Linked DNA regions of Mus musculus: region 2 is linked to region 1. The links are chromatin contacts, called in public Hi-C maps. All regions are on one chromosome and are shown on one strand. The core of a region is the stretch at or near the end of the contact, and the rest is flanking DNA. Distances in the headings are between cores, read along the strand shown. Region 1 holds the start of Fbxo3 (F-box protein 3). Region 2 overlaps D430041D05Rik (RIKEN cDNA D430041D05 gene).

Region 1 (7,113 bases), core at 2,370-4,869:
TCTCAAAAAAACAAAACAACAAAAAAAAAAAATATATATATATATATTCCCCAAAACTTTAGTGCCCCTGGCTTCCCGTAATTGAAGAAACACATTAGGTATTCCTGCCTTTCCTTCCACATCTCCTTTATAAATCTTACCATCATCTACATTTTTATTCAGGCACTATGGTAACTTTGACTGAACCCAATAACAGAAACTAGGGTTGGAAAGGAAAACCAGTATATACTATAGTAGTCCAAGGTCAGGATTCAAAACTATATATTCTGCACTAGAAGCTGGGAAGGGGAAAAAGGCAAGGGGTTCAAAGCATCACTGGAAACAGTTAACTAGAAGGGGAAATATTAGTATGCAATGGCTACAGTTTACATACATGTACTGTACGTTTTATAACATGTTATAAGGAACTAAAAGCAGGGCTTCAGAAAGCTCCAAATACAGTGAATACTACACACTTAAGGAAATGGAAATGCAAATTAGCCTTCTTATTATATACTGTGTATGTCCACTGAGTTATACTTTACCCCGTAGACATGAGCAATTATCTATCGTATATCAACTAAAAGTGACTCTAGTGTAGCCGTTCTCAGTCTGTACATCGTGACCCCTCTGAGGGCTGAGCGGCTCTTCCACGGGGTCACCTAAGGCCATCCTGCATATCAGATGTTCACCTCAGGATTCATAACAGTAGCGAAATTACAGTTATAAAGTAGCAATTAAAAATAACTTTATGGTTGGGGGTCACAACATGAGGAACTGCATTAAAGGGTCGCTGCATTAGGAAGGTTGAGAACCACTGCTCTAGTGCCAAGTGTGGCAGTTCACACTTCTAACCCCAACCCAGTAGAGGCTGAAACAGGACTGCCACAAGGTCAAGGCCAGCCTGAACTAGAGACCCAGTCCCTGCCTCCAACAATAAAAAATGTATTCTTAAAAAAACCTAGACCACGTCCACAAAGGAAGGAATGTTCACAGAATACTTACTCAGATATCAGCCAGTATTTTTTGCAATGTCTTCTCCACAGTGGATCATGAGTTGAAAGCTGGCTAAGTCTTCGACTAACATAGCAACAACTGGCAGTAACCAGATTCAGTTAGTATAAAAGGGGGGGGGGGATAAAAATCAAAGATTAAAACAGTAATTGTTAATTCTTATTTCTACTTACTACCCACAAAGCTGCAATGCAGTAGTGTTTAAAGTCTACCTAATGTGTAAGTTAGTATAATTACCCTGGGAGTAATAAGGAGAAAGCAACATACTATCTCAGAGTCAAATTAGACTCCCAATAGATTGATACAGCTCAACCGAACACAGTTAAGCAAATATGCACCCAAACTGTTAGAGCTTGGCAACAGGTTGTATGCTAGGCAAAGTTGGACTGACTGTAATGGGCAAGAAAGAAACTGCAGTATGCCAGGTGAGTCTGTAGTCGAAATAGGATTCAGCTCCGCTCGCTTCCACAAATGTTTACAGAGGGGTCATATCACTTCAGCTTTAAATTCTGATTCCTACCAGAAGCTCTGAACTAAAAGTCTCTTCTTACAAGAGGCTACACAATCTCATCAGCCACACTTCATGCAACCTGCCTGTTAGTCATTTCTACCTTCAGCAAAACCTGCTTTCTTGTTTTTCTAGTTAAACAGGACACACTATTGTTAAGAGACCCATCAGCCTCTCAATACTGTTCCCTTCACCAGGACAGAAGTGCACTGTGCCACACTTCATGTCTTCCACTGTGAGTTGGTCAGCCTGTCTTCCACATTCCTTTCCAATGCAATATACATATTCCTTCCCAATACTTGGCCCCTTTTGTAATTACATACTTGTTTGACTTTCCATCTTGTCTATAGTAGTCAAGCTACAAAAAAAAGACCATATCTCTCTAACTCACTACTGTAATCCTACATTTAACTGGCACATGGCAGACATTCAACAAAACAAAACAAACAAACCTGAGCAGATGAATACAAAAATAAATATCTTTACACTCTAGCAATGCACACTTTATTACTACAAACTCTAGTTGGAGAAGATAGTGGGAGAGTAAGGTTGCTAAACTGAGGAGAGTGAAGTATTCCGGACAGGGAACTGAGCATACACAACCATGTGCGAGTGTTGTGCCATCTGATGGGCTGAGAAAATATGATAGTGGAGGAGAGGCCTGAAAGGCCTTAGATAATAAGCTATTGGGTAAGGGCCTTAAATACTGCAGAAGTTCAGGGTCCAGTGTTGTAAACAGGGATGTCATGGGCTTTTAAGAAAAATGACAGCCAGATTGGTCTTTAGAAGGTAACTCTGGCAGCAAGCAAGCAAAGAAAGAAGGCTATCTAAATAAGAAGTTATAGCAATAAACTATTTCAGATGAAATACATTTGAGCTGGCCAACCTTTCCTACAGAAAAACTTTCTGTGTGTTAGTACAGGCTGAGTAGGGGGAAGTGTGTTTTTTGGAAAGACAAATGTCTTAGCAGGTACGAGTGGAGGCCATAACAGAAAACCCAGGAAATATCTCTGCCACCACTTAGCTACCTGTAACTCCAAGAAATCTGTACCTCTTAAAGGCCCCTAAAAACAGAGGACATAGATGCCCAGATTCCAGTAATGAAGCAAAAACCAAAAGTGTGTCTTCCCCATGTGAGAGGGCCATTTTGCAGCCTCCACAAATATATACGGAAGCACAAGAAACCCAGGCTATGCGGTCAAGAATGTAAACAATCCTGACACAGGGGGTGAGGGTGACAAGAAAGGGGCACACGGCAGGACCATTTGTCCCTCCACGCTAAAACAGTCCTGGTTTCTGAAAGAATTCTCGCATGCCCGGTGTTTATTTTTGGAGTAAATGCTGGTCATCTGGGAAACCCTAAGGTAACTGCAGTCACCTGTAAGGCCTCACCGGAAGTCGGTGACAAAACCCAAAATCCAACCACCCACCATAAAAAGGGAAACTGACAGCCAAAAAAGTCGCCGACACAAGACAAAGTGTATGCTGCCCGCGATCACGATGGCATCAGAGTCAGAAGGTCGCAGGCCTTCTCGCGCGCGTTCTACCTGCCCACGAGGGCTCTGGTCATCAGGGACCCCAGGCGCGACAGGGATGCGCGTGGGCCGAGACAGTGGCCTTTCCACAGCGCTAGACCAGGCCCCAAAGGGCCAGCGAGGGTCCGCGGGGTGCAGGACCAGGGAGCCACCTCTCTCTTCCGCAACCCGGCCTAGCCGAGGCTTGAGGGAGAGGGCGCTAAGTTCCCGGGGACCTAGGCCTGGGCAGGGGTAAGACCTGGATGCCCAGACCGCTCCCCCGAGTCTCCTTCAGCCCCCCGGGGCGCTATGCGGGATAACGGCCGCCTTGCAGTCACCCTGCTGCGGAGGGAGCCCACGTCCAGCCAGCGACCCCGGGCCTCCTTCCCTGCCTCCTTCCACGTTCCCACCCCTGCCGAGAGCACCGCCCCATTACTTGATTAGGTCCCTGTAGTCCACGAAGGATAAGATGAGCAGCAGAGGGTCGGTGGGCAGCGACTCCAGGGTCAGCAGCCCCGTCTCGGCCTCTACGGCAGCCATCTTGCCCGGCCCGCTGCAGCCTTGGCACCACCCCGGCCCCGCCCCCGCCCCCGCCGCCCGAACCGCTCGGCGGCCGCTAGCACAGGTTAGTTATGTAACTGTCACCCGGCCCCAGCCCCGCCCCCGGGATGCCCCGCCCACCCCGCGGTCAGCCCTGCGGGGGCGCTGCTGTCCCTGCCAGTCTGTTTCTGAGTCTTTGGTCTCTTCTTCCACGCATTTTATATCTCGTATCCTCAAAGCCTCTCCCTAAATCTTACACTAACCCTACCTGGCCTTTGGGTCCCAAACCCATTGCTTCATTTCCAATCCATGGTCTCTGTTGCCAGCCTCGGACTCCCATTGCCACTCACCCCCACCTGCACTCGGAATTGCTGCTCTGAGCCCTGTCCACTTAGCAAGGAAGGAATGATGGGGAAAGAGACACAGGGGAAGGCATTCCAACTTTGAAATGATAGGGAGGTTATAATTCTTCCATGGCCCACAAGGCAAAAAACTGTCCTTCAAAAAAACCGAAAATGACCTCTGGATAAATTCCTTGTCCAACAAATGTTAATTGCCCAAGCCCTTACCACCAGGCTTCTAAACCTACTGGTCCCAGAGAAAGTTTCTTCCAACTACTTAAGTGTAAGAAATAATCAAATGTGAGTATTTTCCACCAAGTGCTATAAAACTTGTGTTTAGGACAAGGAATTTGATTCTTTTTAACCTTCTGAGCACACCCTCTTGATAAACATAAATTTGTCTTGTCTAGACACAATAGTTGGAGTGGTGGTCTCTTTCTTTTCTGAACCGGCCTGCAGGTCTGTCTGCAAGGGAGAGAGTGGGGATGGAGGGGCAAGAGATTCGAAGAATGGAAACAAGACAGGGTATATAAGCACAAGCTGGGGAGTCCAGGATGTGTCTGAGAAAAACAGGATATTATTATAGTGTGTTCAGCTGTGGTGGGCTGCTTGCAAAAACATCATGCTAGGAAAACAAGTCTCTCATCAGGGTGGAAAAGTACCAACCTGTAAGTAAATAGCCCGCGATGGCTGCAGAGATGGTAGTAGTTTCTGCTAAGAGTCAGCTCCCAACAATTTTCAACCTCAAACTTTCTTTCTTTCTTCCTTCCTTTCTTCCTTTCTTTCTTTCTTTCTTTCTTTCTTTCTTTCTTCTTTCCTTCTTTTTAAAGATTTGTTTATTATATGTAAGTACACTGTAGCTGTCTTCAGACACATCAGAAGAAGGCATCCAATCTCATTACAGATGGTTGTGAGCCACCATGTGGTTGCTGGGATTTGAACTCTGGAAGAGCAGTCAGTGCTTTTAACCGCTGAGCCATCTCTCCAGCCCTCAAATTTATTTCTAACATCAAGACAGAGGAGGGTATGATATAGCCTGCCCTTCTGACGAGTTTCTCTCAACTACTTTAACTTGGTTGACATGGCAAATTCTCAGCCTACAAGTAAAAAGTAAGGAAATTGAATTCTTTACATTTTATTTTATAAATTTGGATTTAGTACCCCAAGCATGGGGGCTGAAGTGAATGAGACCACTGTAGGACGGGAAGGTGCAATTCTTCAGCTTTGTAAAGATGCTATGGAGGGTGGGTGTGGAACAGGTATGATGGGTGGTGAACAAGGAGTAAATTCTTTTCTGTTTGTTTCACAGGGGTTGTGTGGTGAGAGAGGCTTGGGAAATCCAAAAGACGTCACAGGTCAGTCACTTACGTGGCTTGACTGTTCCATGTTCCAGTAAGTCCTTCTGGCATTAATTCACAATTCCTATCTTACCACGGACAAGATCTTGGCCCTGAAGCCTGGAGAGTACTGACAGGAACACAGTACTGGCTCTGCTCTTTAGAATGTGGAAGGGTCACTCCATAACGTTTGGTTGGGGAGGAGACAAACCCAAGTAGCCCTAGAGAGCACTCTAGGCTGTGTCAAACTGACAGTTAATGCTAACTAGAACTCTGAACAAAATACTAAAATTTTAAATGAACACAAGATCACACAGTTCCATACTGAAACTTGGGGCCAAAAGGAGGGAAATATACCTCTAAATGCATGCTTTTATTCATTTTTTAATCCTTAATTCCCCCTTCCTTAAGAGGCCTAGAAGTTCTTGTTTGGAGGTGGGGCAGGAACTGACTGAGAACAAGTTCTAAAGAATCCTTCTAAAATGATAGCCTACAGGTGTCCTCTCTCCATCTATAAAAACACCGTCTTTTAGGAGCCACGAGTACTTTCTGGTATTTATTACATCTTCCTTTTTCCAACCTAAGAGCCCTTCTTAGTGGGACAAGAAAGCTGGGAGCTACGGTTGGCTTGAGAGAGTATGAGGTAAGGCAGTGCTGTCAAGTGTGCTATAATGTTTTTAGTCCCCAGCCCCCAATTTGTATTTCTACCAAACAGTACCAGAGCTGTATACCACTGGGCCATGAACTGCAGGTTGTGTACCACCTGCAACCTTGTCTCAATGCTGAGGGGTTTGGACACTCTCCTGATTGTAATGAGGTAGTCCATGCACTTGGGAGGCCAGGACACGAAGAGAAGAGAGGATCACAATTAGGACGCCATCACCAGAACAAGCTGGGATGATAAGCTGCCTGGTGAACAGGACAAAAGAGGTCGTCCTCAGCAGAGCCCAGGAAAATCCCTCCCGGAGTGTGTTTATGCTTTACGGCGGAAAACAGGGAGAAGGAGAAAAATTCAGGGGTGAATGAAGATGGCGGAGCTGACACTGGCACTCAAAAAGCAGCCAGCTGGATGAGTAGTGTACAACTATGGCCCAGAATTAGTTGCTGTTGTGGAACACAGATATTCCATGGCTAATGAGAAGCATGGAAGGGACAGGAGAGGGGTATAGGCAGTCGCCGCAGCTACTCAAACTGAGTCCTGGAAGTTGGTTGTCTTGTCCTCCCTTTGGCAGAGACTTATTTCTGAATTCACTGCCAAATGGGCTGTTTTGGGTTTTTTTTGTCTGCAGCAAACCTCTTGTTTTCTTGGAACCCAAGGATATATCCTTCTTGGCCAGGTACCTGGTTTGGGTGATTAATAATCTCTGCCAGCTGGGTACATTTTAAGTGTTCGGTATTGGCTGTTTCCAACATGGTGGATCTAGACTAGTCCATGAAAGACTTGTAGTCTCAAGGCCTGCCAACATTGTATCACTGACACTGTGTCTTCTACTAGGGGGCGGGGGGGGGGCATACAGTATTTCCACACAAAACTGGACACTTGCCAGGATGATGAACACTGGTGCCCACCAGTTCAAACGTTCTGGAGAATTAGGGTGCTCCTATGTCTGGAAACTTACTGTGTTCTTCTACTGAGACCTAAACAGGTAGATGGCCTGTGTCACACCAGTGGCTAAGCTATAACTGTGTTATCAGTAATGCTTGTTATGCAAGCTCAGATGGGCTAGGTTTTATTTTATTGTCAATGCTCTCCAGTAAAAATTAAAATATAGTCTCTTCTCTGCCTTTCTCTGTGCCCCAGAAGGCTGATCTCTGAGCTCCTTCACTAGTCTTTCCTCTTATTTGGCCTGTTTGAACCCAGCCAATGGGATGTGCTGGGG
Region 2 (7,113 bases), core at 3,246-5,745, 150 kb before region 1:
CTCCTTAGACCCCAACCTGTGCCACTAAGAGCCAGTCTCGTTTTATTGGTGGAGACTCGTCTGCGATGTGGGCTCAGAAGGAAGTGGCTGCAAAGGCCTCCCCACTCCTCTGTCAGCCTTCCACAAAGGCAGAGCCCCTGGAGTTTGTTTTCCAGAAGTAGCTTTCTAAATATATCCCTGCTTCCGGCAAGGCAGGCAGGCACATGGGCCTGCGAGATCCAGAGCAGGCATGAAATAGGGGGAAACTGCCGTGTTTTGTGTGGGCTCTGGGACCGTGATTGGTGGAGAGAGACAGGGAACCAGATACATTTCTCATGCCTGGGGTCCACCCTCAGCCTGCTCTGGGCCCTTGCCAGGCAGATGTCGGATCTGTGGAGACTGTTCTCCTGGCAGGGTGGAGCTGCCGATTAGCACCAGGCAGAAAACAGTCTTGTGGCAAATTGGAGGCAAGGGTGGGGGCTTTTCAAAGTCTTGCATTCTGAAGTGCAGTGTTCTGGTGAAGCAAATCTGGAAAGTAGAGACCTGTAAAACATTCCTCTACGTTGGGGCCCGTGCCTGGGATTCTAGATTGCATGCTTTTGAAAGTTTCGCTTGCAATATGACTGTCTCGTTCGTCCTAAAACTGTGAAAACATCTTTCCTGCTAACGACCTTTAGCTGGCTGTTCTTTAGGGCTTCGAAACTATTTTTGCACCATTTCATTCCATGAATATCTGTTGTGGTCTCACTACATGCCATCTGGGGACTCAGTCCAGGAGAAGAACAGAATTAAAGGCACAGAGATGGACACGGGCATGCCAGAGGGACACTGGAGGGCCAGGAAGAAGCTGAGGCTGTAGAGAATGACAGGAGCGGATCTTGCTGTCTCAGCCAAACGTAAAGGTCTTCAGGAAGGTGGCTTCTGAGAAGGGACCTCAAAGAAGAGAGCCACACACATTAGCTCCGGAGAAATAGCATGCGTCCCCCTCCCCCCCCCCGCCCCCCCGCTTCTAATCCATCAACAAGCACTGCTGGTCCTTTGCCAAAATGTCTGGAACTCACTGGCATTGTCTCTGCCCATGACCACTCTCATCAAACGCCTGCCATCTCTTCTTGCCTGGAGCATTGCAAGAGCCTCCTAAGTAACTCCCCATAAATTCCAGCCACGCTTCCCTCCTGCTTAGAAGTCTCTAGGTGTCTGCAATTGCCCTTTGAAAACAGTCCAGCCTTCTTACTGTGGCCTTTGGGACCTTGTCGGGTCAGTCCCAATTCTGACAATTTGGCCTTCAGCCACAAGGTTATGTCTTGGTTTGCCAGGACACAAAATGGTGTCAACAAGGGAAGTTGGCGTCCTCAGAGCTTTAGGGACTCAAAGTCTTGGGTCACCGTGTGAGCAGGACTCGTTTGCTGTAGGGAGCGGTGGAGAGAATCTCTTCCCTCCTTGGTGTGCGGATGGAAGTCCTGCCAAGTGCTCACGCTGTCTTCCTCTGTGGATGTCTGTGTCCATATGTCCACCCTTAGAGAGACATCTGTACTGTTGAGCTAGGGTGCACTCAGATAACTTCATTTTAACTTAATCAACCTCTAAAACTCTGACCTTCCAACCAGGATCACATTCTGAGGTCCTGGGGAGTACCACTGCAGGGTATGAATTTGGGGGTCACAATTTCATTCCATAATGGTCCTTTCTCTGTTGCACATTCCAAGCCCTTTCCTACCGTAAGACTTTCTGTTAGACTGCCCTGTAGTAAGTACATAGCCAGCCCCTTTGCCTTCAGGTCTTCGGTAATATCACCTCCTTAGGCAGATCTTCCTTGAGCAGCCCCCACCAAACCAGCTATGCTGTTCCAACCCATTTTATTTCTTTTATCATGGTGAAACTGATATATTATAGTAAACTGTTCATATCTGCAGTAAATGGGCATACCCTTGTGACCATCAGCCTAATCAAAATACGAAACATTTTCCTCTCTCTCATACACCCCAGATAGTTCCCTCTCTCTTCTTTCAAGCACTACCTGTCCAGGGGCGACTGCCTATCTGATATCCACCATCACAGCCCTGCTTCTCCTGGACTCTTCTAAATGAATTGTTGAGTACGTACTATGTGTCTGACTTCTCCAGATCAGCTTCGCCTATCCCACTGCATTACCAGTGTCTTGTTCTTTTCTATTACTGTTCTCATAAAAACCCAATGCCTTGTGCTTATTCGTCACCCTATTGTGGGATATTCAGGTTGTTTTCACTTTAGACCTAGTATGAAGAATACGCTGAGAACTTAGCTATGTTGTAAACATGCCCTCATCTGTTTCAGACAACCCAGAATAAAGTTGCTGGCTTGTAGAGTAGATACACAGGTCTGACTTTTTTTCTAAACTGCAAACCTAGAAAGCATCAAACCGTTTCCCTCTCGCCAGCAATGACTATTCAACCCTATTTCTCTGCCTCACCAGCATTCACTGTTATTAGACTGTTTTTATTTAACTCATTCTACTGAATCTGAAGGGATACAATTTTCCCAGTTACTGATGATACCTGCAAATTGGACATTTTGATAATGTCCTTTGTTGAGGTATCTTTTCAAGCATAATGTACCATTTTTAAACTGGATATCTCTTATTCATTTATCAATGTCATTTACATATCCTGAATATAGATTCTAATATTTTCTGCTGGTCAGTAGCTCATCTTTCCATTAGTGTATTTTTTTCAAAACTAGTTATTAATTTTGTTGAAGACTTCAGGCTACAAAATATTCCCCAAGGCCAAACAGTAGGACTAAGTTTGTGAAGTAGTTTCATATGTCCTATGGAGTCCCTAGCAGAGCTATAATGTCCCTCAAATTTGTTCCCAGGGAGTTTCAGAAAGAAACTGAGGTCACATAAATTTTTACCCACTGTGTAGGCAGCCTTGCTGTATGAGACTCCCTTGCTCTTTGGAAAATAACATGTAGGGCCCAAGAGTTGACTCAGTAATAAGGAATACATTCTGCTCTTCAAGTGGACCCAGGACCAATTCCCAGAATGCACCTGGCCACTCACAACTGTCTGTAACTCAGGTTCTAGGGGATCCAACTCCTTCTGACCTCTGCAGGCATGAACACAGTGCGCGCATGCACACACACACACACACACACACACACACACCTAGGCAAAATACTTCAACACATAAAATAATAAAGAAACCAAATATAGAAAGTTCTTTTAAAGAAAGAAAACAGTGTGATTAGAACTGCAGGTGATTGTCCTGTGTGAGGGCAGCAGAGCACCCAAAACCAGGGCCCCTGTGTTCAGGGGAGAAAGAATGGTCTTGATTTCTTCTATAGGTTGTAATCTACCACGAGAAAATTCATAACTACCCCAAACCTTAAATATATGCATATTCTCTATACCAACAATTTCACTTGTGTGAATTTAGCCTAGGGGTAAACACATGGCTATATACAAGTTTAGTCACAAGAATATCTTTTACAGCTTGCTTTATATAGTGAGATATCAGATGACCATCGAAAAGAGTAGGCTATATTAAGTATAATCTTAAAATTCCATATAATATGGTTATGAAATTCTTTAAAATATTTCTTATGAGTGATATTCATTGACATATAATATTATATATAGTACTTATATAATAATAATATATAGACACACAAATGTGTATTTTTTAAGCTTTACATGGGGCTGGAGAGATGGCTCAGCAGTTGAGAGCATTTGCTGTTCTTCCAGCGCCCACATCAGATTGACTTACAACCACCTGGACTCCATTTGCAAAGGTTCCAACACCCTCTTCTGGCCTCTGAGGGCACCTGCATGCATGTGGCATATCCTCACACAGACACACATACATACACATAAATAAAAGTTAAATAAACTTTTTAAAACTTTACATATTTGTATCCATTTACATACATGTGTCCGCTTATTTTCTGTTTATAAAATCGTAATACAGACAGGATATTTTGAAAGAGTATCTAAACCAAAGAACTATGCTAACAGCAGTAATTTGTAAACATCTCTAATCCTCAATTCATATTTTTCATGTGATATCATACTCAGAGGTCATGTTGGTTAGTTTTATGTCGTATTAGCTAGCACAAGCTAGTCATCTGGGAAAAGGGACTCTCGACTGAGAAAGTGTCTCCAGAATGTTGGACTATAGATGAGTCTACTTAGCACTTTCTGAGTTAGTGCTTGATGTGGGCATGCCCAGCTCACTGTGTGTGGTGACAGCTTGGGCAGATGGCCCTGGTTACAACAATAGCAGGCTGAGCACCATCCATAGAGAACAAGCCAGTGTCTGTTATTCCTTCTCTGCTTTCGGTCCTCTCTCCAGGTTTCTGCCTTGAGGGCCTGACCTGACTTCCTTTGATGGTGGGTTGTAAAGTGAAGATCAAGTCAAACGAACCCTTTCCACCAGTTTGCTTTTGGCCATGATATTTATCATAGCAGGAGAACCCCTGACTAAGATGTGGTCCTTTTTAAGTTCTCTCCTTCACACGTCACAGCTACTTTTGTTCTTCTCTAGAAAACGCCTACTTTAAAAACCCTGCAGTCCACACCCTTCCTCTCTCAAGTTTGCTGCCCCCACTTCCTGTTCTCTATCACAAAAACCAGAGGATTTGATGTCGGAGTACGAGTGCCTTAGAAGGGAAGGCTGTCACGGGCAACGTGTCATTCTCTGTTCTGTCTGGGGTCGGGGATTGGAGGTGTTGGGCATTTATGATCTATAACCTCTTCCCTATGCATAGAAACATTTGGAAGGACATACACAGAGGTCACAGTGTTAGCTGTAGTCATTCTGGCAGATTACAATGGGTTTGATTTTCTTTGTTTGGCTTATCTGTGCGTTCTATTTCTTATTATTAGCAGCCATTCCTTCATTGTTTTTTCTCCTTTCAGAATTTCTAAAGTATACTTCGATTAATACACACACACACACACACATACACACACACACACACACACACACAAATAATTTCCCAGGATTTTTCACTAGGAAGTTGAGAAGTAAATACGCTAACTTGCAGGTTAAATAGCCTTAAATATACATTCTCATTCCCAAATACGACTCCAGACAGACTCTGCACTCAAGCCCACCATCAATGTGGGAAGGCTTCATATGTGTATGTCTAAGCATAAGACATCATAAGTGAACAGAAGGGAAGGGAAGGGGCAAGGGCCAAGTAAACCAGTGGTCACAGTACCGCCATCTGAAAATGGACACATCTGTTTTATGTACCTGTGAGGCTAAGCAAGGCAATACATGCGGTAGACTCCTCCTCACAGGGCAAGCATAGCACAGGTCCTCAAGCAAACGTGAACACCCGCTATATGGATTTCTTTCACTTAGCAGCTGATCAATGGCTTCAGACATAGAGCTCTGGATTGAGGGCTATGGATGGCATAACCCAGACGGAACCCCAGAGGAGTTCATAACCCCCAAGGAGCAGTTGGGAACAGCTAACTGCTTATTGACAGATATTGCTGAGAAGCACTTCTGCTTATATAGTGATGCATCTATCCTCATGGTCTCTGAGACAATCTTAGTAATTATTGTATCTCTGTCCTTGTCTCAGAAGACTGTTCCTGCTTTGATCAGAGCACACACCTATGGGATGGGAAAAGTTCTGTTTGTGTGTGTACAGTGGACGAGGGCTTTGTTTGACTTTTCAGTGCCTTATCTTTCTCATCTGTACAATAAAAATAATCATACGTGTTAATATTGCAGTAGGTTATCGTAAGAGTTAAAATGTCAGTGTATGCAAAGCTCTGGGAACAATACCTGGCATGTCAGCTTCTCACCTCTGCCAGCTTATAGTCATTGAAGGATAGTCCTTTGGGGTCAGGTCACAATTTTACTAATTGCTGTCTCCTTAACACAGCCTAAAGAGCAACTAAGGCTGAAAGCGGTATTTGTCCCATTAAAACCAGAACAAGCATGACCCCCTTCTGCAGGCAGAGGGTTTGGAAGGTGTTTCCCTTCCTAGGTGGACATCAGATGACTCAAAGGACTGTGGTGTTAGGAGGGATGTGGCCCTTCCTAGGACAGTTGGAATTCATGAGACAGTGTCTTAGTTGGGGTTTCTGTCGCTGTGACGGAACACCGTGAGCACGGCATCTGGGGGACAAGGGTGTTTATTTTGCCCTACACTTCACGGCCCTGTTCATTACTGAGGGAAGTCAGGGCAGTGTCTACTTCCCTGTACCAAAGGCAGTGCTAACCTTCACTAACCCAATTCAGAGCGGTGCCCTGCTCACCCCCACCACCACCCCACCCCACACATTGCACAGCCCCACCCCAAGGATCTTAAGGAGGAGATGAAGGGTAAGGAGCATTACTAAGACCCTTGCCCTGCCTAACACACAACTCTACATTCACACAATATATTTACTTTTCTGACTACAGATGTGTAACAGTACTGAAAAGTGGCAAAAAGTTAGCTCAGCTCACCTCGGTGACATTAATCTCCTTCCTGGGGGTAATCTGGCACCAAATATCCATTCTGTACTAGGAAGAATTGAAAATGTGGGGAGGAAGGCCATGTGGGGGTAGGAACCAGCATTGATGAGCCCAGAGGACAGTGGGATATGCCCAGGTCAACATGCCCACCGCCGGGCAACTTTGAGCAAATCATTTAATTGCTCTGGCCTCAGATTCCTCTCCTTTACAATGGAGCGTGAATTAAAGACCCTTAGGCTTTGAATTCAACTCCAAATGTTCTCTGCTTTATATAGAAACGTTCTTCTAGAAGTCAGATTCATTATTTAGAGGATATCTCCAAACAAAATCTTAACAGCCGGGTGTGCTGGCTTTTAGGAAACCCACTTCCAGCTTGTTTCTTGGGGCCATTTACTTGGAACATTGTTGGCTCCAGCTGCATATGTAGCAGAGGATGGCCTTGTTGGTCATCAATGGGAGGAGAGGCCCTTGGTCCTGTGAAAGCTCTATGCCCCAGTATAGGGGAATGCCAGGGCCAGGAAGCTGGAGTGGGTGGGTTGGTGAGCAGGGAGAGGGAGGAGGGGATAGGGGGTTTTCAGAGGGAATCAGCATTTGAAATATAAATAAAGAAAATATCTAATAAAAAAGAAAAATAAAAAAGAAAACCCACTTCCCAGACAACGATCAAAAGTCCTTT

The links. A called contact is a pair of places that touch in the nucleus more often than the background predicts.
Region 2: a contact with region 1 is called in a Hi-C map of CD4 T cells, with 2.8 times the contacts expected there. The contact joins the enhancer-like site here to the promoter of Fbxo3 in region 1. A contact is called at or near these places in 1 of 39 promoter capture datasets (fetal liver) and 2 of 484 Hi-C or Micro-C datasets (CD4 T cells and the G1E-ER4 cell line).

The regions. Positions count from the first base shown.
Region 1 is chr2:104,024,305-104,031,417 of GRCm38.p6, reverse strand. Fbxo3 (F-box protein 3) reads right to left here and starts at 3,619. Exons shown (of 11, transcript NM_212433.1): 1 at 3,452-3,619; 2 at 985-1,074. The coding sequence starts at 3,555. 4931422A03Rik (RIKEN cDNA 4931422A03 gene) reads left to right here and starts at 3,057. Exons shown (of 5, transcript NM_175161.3): 1 at 3,057-3,640; 2 at 4,131-4,196; 3 at 5,206-5,288. The coding sequence starts at 4,195.
Region 2 is chr2:104,170,268-104,177,380 of GRCm38.p6, reverse strand. All of the region lies in intron 16 of D430041D05Rik (RIKEN cDNA D430041D05 gene), which reads left to right. Among named protein-coding and RNA genes, the nearest start is that of A930018P22Rik, 51 kb to the right of the region's middle. Within about 2 kb of position 4,495, at least 31 of the 459 cell types and tissues checked have an H3K27ac peak or open chromatin away from gene starts, as enhancers often do. A contact at or near this core is called in the G1E-ER4 cell line, where this site is marked.